2 separate regions of the Mus musculus genome follow, and region 2 is linked to region 1. The links are chromatin contacts, called in public Hi-C maps. All regions are on one chromosome and are shown on one strand. The core of a region is the stretch at or near the end of the contact, and the rest is flanking DNA. Distances in the headings are between cores, read along the strand shown.

What was found. Hi-C and Micro-C count contacts between places; a contact is called where the count stands out from the background.
Region 2: a contact with region 1 is called in a Hi-C map of uterus, with 2.0 times the contacts expected there. The contact joins the promoter of Bmpr1b here to the enhancer-like site in region 1. A contact is called at or near these places in 3 of 484 Hi-C or Micro-C datasets (embryonic fibroblasts, nephron progenitors and uterus), 2 of 115 datasets of contacts at active chromatin or transcription factors (embryonic limb bud and embryonic stem cells) and 2 of 9 other capture datasets (adipose tissue and embryonic stem cells).

What each region holds. Positions count from the first base shown.
Region 1 is chr3:142,108,872-142,111,571 of GRCm38.p6, reverse strand. The region is part of intron 1 of Bmpr1b (bone morphogenetic protein receptor, type 1B); the gene reads left to right. Among named protein-coding and RNA genes, the nearest start is that of Bmpr1b, 59 kb to the left of the region's middle. Within about 2 kb of position 1,426, at least 6 of the 459 cell types and tissues checked have an H3K27ac peak or open chromatin away from gene starts, as enhancers often do. A contact at or near this core is called in uterus, where this site is marked.
Region 2 is chr3:142,168,019-142,170,718 of GRCm38.p6, reverse strand. It overlaps Bmpr1b (bone morphogenetic protein receptor, type 1B), which reads left to right and starts at 1,294. Exons shown (of 12, transcript NM_001277217.2): 1 at 1,294-1,574.

The DNA.
Region 1 (2,700 bases), core at 177-2,676:
TCCAAAGCCCAAGGGGGTGGGGCAGACAGTAGATACAGACCAGGACCTCAGAACAACTAGCACAAGGAAACCCTTTTTGTTTTATTACATCACCTGTTTTATTTTTAATATTAACTACCATTTCATATCACCTTCTAGAAAATGCCATAAGTTAAGCATTCCTTTCGGATATTTGAATAAAGTGAATGATCCAAAGCCATTGTTTAATCTAAGATTCATGACATCTCTTGCTGTATCTGGAAGAAACTATAGACATTAAAAGTGATCTTCATCTAGTTGATTCTTCAATACATTCAGATATTTGACATGTAAAATAAATAGAACATGGCCAGCTGCAGTGTGACATGTCTGTGCTTCTGGCACTTGGAAAGCAGAGGATGGAGATTGCTGCTAGATTGAGATAGCCTGGTCTATACCTTGGGAGGCAGTGGCTGGAGATTGCTGCAAGGTTGAGATAGCCTGGTTCATACATTAAGTTCTAGGCCAGTTTGGGCCACATAATAAAACTCTATCTCAAAAAGTCAAAGCCAATTGAAACAACATAAATTATATAGAAACAGAAAAGTATTTTATGAATATATCATCTGAATTTTATTTTCTTAAAAAATCGGGACTTTTAAAAATAGCATACATTTTAGGGTAGGTTATCCATAATTTATTTTTATTTACAGGTTTATGCATGCCATATTTTCAGCTAACCAGTTCTTAGATACTAATAGTCATAATAAAAACATCTAAGGCTACCTTTAAAAACCCTTTGTACTCAGGGTCATTAAATTTGGTCTGCAATTGTGTTTAGTGGCTGTAATTGTGCTGCAGGATAATTTTAAAGAAGTAGAATTGAACTTTTAACCCCAGGTTTCCTCTCAGGTAATTCCAGGATGAAACATAGCCAAAAGAAAAATAAATCAATTTATCTTAGTTGGCAAATGTTTTTCACAGTTGTGTTTAATACCTTTTCAATCCACTGGTCCATCTCACACAGTGCACGCATGGATGTATGTGTATTTCTTTTCAGGAACGGGTTTCTCATTTGTCTTCATATTCAGCAGTCATGTGACACATCAATTCTATGTAAAGTTATTTTCAAGTAGCAATAGGGATGACTACCTTCCATGTATTGTTTTAACATTTAAGAATAATCACATTTAACCCTAAAAAGAAATCAGGATCCAGAATAATTAAAGAATGTGTGCAAAGCCAAGTGATTGAGTAGCCCCCTGGAGGATTGGGGCAGCCTGTCTCTGAGCCTCGTGGTGACTCTCACTTCAGTTGGGGACCACCTTCATCAGATCAGTAAACTGAAATATTGCCAGGGAAGTCCGTGGAAGTTTGCGATCAGCAAACCCAGTGGTGGCACTGCTCAGGGACCTTCCAGATGGAAGGTGGCCCAGTCAGGCCACCAGAGCTGAGTCTGGCATTTGCAGGCTCTTTCCCAGAAGCCACTGTTGACTGTACCTTTTGAAGTCATGCTTCACTGGGCCTTTGATGTGCTTCTGCGGAGGTTCCTTTCAGGTGTCCAACTTCAGATGAATGGTAATGGCCCCATTCCTCAGCAATAACATAATAGAATTGTGTTCTTTCAGCCTTGTTATGTGGCTCGTGAAGTGCTGGTTTGTAGAATAATTCTTTTTTAGCTGACTGGGATAGTTTTTAAGATTGAGCTTCGGTTATTTTGCATGTAAGCAGGCAGGGCTGCTCAAGTAAACAGTTTTGGGAAATGTTTCTGAAATTTGACTGCTCTTCAAGATAGATAGATGAGAGATAGATAGAGAGTGAATGGTTTGTTTTCAGCTTTGCAAGCAACAGCAGGTGAAAGTCTTGAGAGATATCTCACCCTTCACTGACATGCAAGTGGCTTTTACCTCTGGTCAGTATACTCCCACTTTTGGGGAAGAACAAAATGTGTGGAGGGCAACAGTCTTAGGCTAGAAACTTAGAAGAGTTTGTTCAGTGTAAACTTAACTTTTATTGAAATGAATCTTTGAGAAATGAGGTAAACAACTGTACTGGATAGTTTTGTGTCAACTTGACACAGGCTGGAGTTATCACAGAGGAAGGAGCTTCAGGTGAGGAAATTCCTCCATGGGATCCAGCTGTAAGGCATTTTCTCAATTAGTGATCAAGGTGGGAGGGCCCCTTGTGGGTGGTACCATCTCTGGCCTGGTAGTCTTGGGTTCTATAAGAAAGCAGGCTGAGCAAGCCAGGGGAAGCAAGCCAGTAAAGAACATCCCTCCATGGCCTCTGCATCAGCTCCTGCTTCCTGACCTGCTTGAATTCTAGTCCTGACTTCCTTTGGTGATGAACAGCAGTATGGAAGTGTAAGCTGAATAAACCCTTTCCTCCCCAACTTCCTTCTTGGTCATGATGTTTGTGCAGGAATAGAAACCCTGAGTAAGACAACTAGTTATCACCTAAGTAAGTTCAGAATGTAAGAGAAATGGGTAGCTACCTGATGGTCAAAAGGCCCAACTTTAGCTAAATCTTTGAGATCAAATGAATAGTATAGTGACTATAATTAATACATATAGTTGAGATTTATTGACAGCTATTAAGTGTTCTTGTATCCCACTCCTGTTAAACGACTCAGATATAACCTTTTTTGAGTTATGGTTTCAGCATGGACTGTCTACTTTGGCTCTTTAGTCCTGGCGTCCTCCTTTTTGCCTCCCTAGTCCCAGTTCACTCTGAACAAAAACT
Region 2 (2,700 bases), core at 45-2,544, 59 kb before region 1:
ATTCAAGTTTCTTTCCTATTTAAAACTAATGTCAGGAGACGAAAATGACAGAAAGTCTGATTGGGGGACAGATAGAAGGCAAGTTCACTGGTCACATACTTATAGTTAGGAAAGAAGAGAAAGACGATGCAGAAGGGGAGGGGGTGGGGTTATCTCTGACTCACAGAGTGAAGGCAACAGGTTGGATTCCACCTTTGCAGTTCTTTCAGCTCTAAGTCCTGACACCTGGGGTCAGCAAGGGCCCAATAAAGAGACACCAACAAGCAATTTACCTACTTAGAAAACTTCTAGACAACGTCTTACAGTCTGGCTTCAGGGACTATAACATGGATACACGATGGGGCAGGCAGACTCCCTTGGCGACACTGTCATTTCAGGATAAATATACCCACCATTTACCAACTCATTAATAAACACCAGGGACCCCACTTGCTCCTAAGAGGGACCTGTAGGTCTCTTATATTTACAGGTGAAAATATTTTATTTAACGTCTGATTCAGCTGGAACAATTTCAGAAGAAAGGGGATGAAATAAAATGGTAGGAATGAAATAGATCATAATGAGAAACTCATAAGAAATTCACTTCCGAGTGGCACAAAATAAAACTTAAGTCACACTTCTAACGAGGACAAACGGGGCTGCTCAACATGCTTGGAATTTAAAAAAAAGTGAGGAAATGAATTATGGTGGAAACTGGGCATCAGGCATTAGGAAGAAAAGATATTTGGAATTCATGAGATACCGCCCTGGGAAACAGTTGGCAAAATGGCTGAGTTGAAAGAGGTTAGCTATGCTCCCCAAATCTCCGGAGAAGCCGAATCACCTTACTTTATATTCATTTCTCCAAGAGTCGAAACACTTACAGACTTAGCCAGGAGACCACAGAGTAAAGATGTCAAATGCTTTCTCAAGCCAAACTGTAAAATTTCATCGAACACAAGTGGAATTTTTTGCGTTGCCTTTCATTGTTTACAATTTCAAAATATCTGTATTAAGGAAAAATTTCATTTTCCTAGGAAGCCTCACTCCATGCCTCAAGATTTCTAACCCCTCACCCGAGACTGTGGATCTAATTTGATGTGCACTCCCCTCCCCTTTTTTATGAGGTGTGTGACCAACGTTTCCATAACTTCTCCAAAGTGTCGCTGGCCCCGGAGAAGTTGAAGTTCACCGCGCTCTGCCATTTGGAGTCGGTCCCAGCTCGCACCATTCCGCGCTGCCTCCTCGCGCTTTTGTTTCTGGAAGCTGAAGGGGGCGTGTGGCAAGGCTTTTGGACCAGCCAGGGACGTTTGTCCGGCTGCAGCGCCAGGGATGCTCTGAGGACGGCTCTGGAGGTGGCTGGGACCGCTCCAGGCGCCGGGCCGCGTAATCCCTGCGCTAAGTGCTTGGCTCGCAGTCTGCAGTCACTAGTGGGAGCTGGAGAGGGCGAGTGAGAAAAATTCCAGCGGCGGCGGAGCGGGAGGAGGGACAGGAGCTACGGCGGCGGCGGCAGAGGCAGCGGCGGCGGCAGAAGTTGCCGGCGTGGTGCTCGTAGTGAGGGCGCGGAGGACCCGGGACCTGGGAAGCGGCGGCGGGTAAGGGGCGCTGGGAAGGGGCCTGGGAGTTCGGATCGGGGGTCTCCAGGGTAGCCCGCGCTTTGTGCGGCGATCGGGGTGGGACACGTGCTCCTCGGGGAGCGGGACACCCGGACAGCGGGGCGCTCCCGGGCCACGAGCGCTTGGGGGGACGCCAAGGGGCACCGAGCTCGGGACCAGCCACCTGCCTCGCCTGCTCCTCGGACCCGCTGGGAGAGCCAAGGCGCTCATGGGACAACCACACTCTTCGGTCCTCTCGCGCTCTCCCCTGCCCCTTAGTCACTCCATCCTCTCAGCCCTCTCCTCTTCCGAGTCTTTCCAACGTGATCCCATACTTAGTAGCTGACTTTCCCCACCTCTTGTCCTTTCCTCCTGTCCCTCTACACTATTCCCATCGGTTCTCTGCAGGGTGAGGTTTTTCTGACATTGGAGAAAGACCCTCCGGAAGTTGTGCAGGGCGGCAGGTATCTAGTTTCTCTGAGCCTCTCCAAGGAGGCTGAGTGCTCTGTGTTCTGAATGGGGACCTTGTGGCTTCTTTGAGTTATTAGGGACTGCTCTTTTCTTAGTCACCTTCCCCCAAGGTGAGGTCAGTTACTGTGAGGGGCCACAAAGGTGCCAGTGAAACAGAACAGAAGAAGGCAGCTGAGTAACAGAAGGTCCCAGACATATCCGCAGTGAAGCGGAACCACCTGAGAGAAGGCTCCTGGATTCTGGAAAAACAAAAGGCTCCATGAGTCCTCACGATGGAGTTCAGCTGAAGAACATTTGAAAAATAATATGAAAAAGCCCTCGGTGTGAGAGCCTCTTGCTGTCCTCACTGAGACTAAGTCTTTGCTTTTCATATGCATATTTTTGGGGCTCTTGGTCACAACTTCTCTAATTATTGTTTTGAGGGAAGTTAAGAGAAATGGTCTATGTCAACGGGGCACTTATGTTTTAAGAAAAAGTGATTTCAACTTTGTACTTTTATACCTCTTTACATTCTGCCGATCAAGGAGAATTATGTCTAACTGCAAAGAAAATAGGAAAGGATTTGTCAGTAATTTAAAAAATATGAGACATTCCAGGGATCAATAATTTCTTTGGAGCATTCTCATTACGAGGATGTTGTCGAGGATATTACATG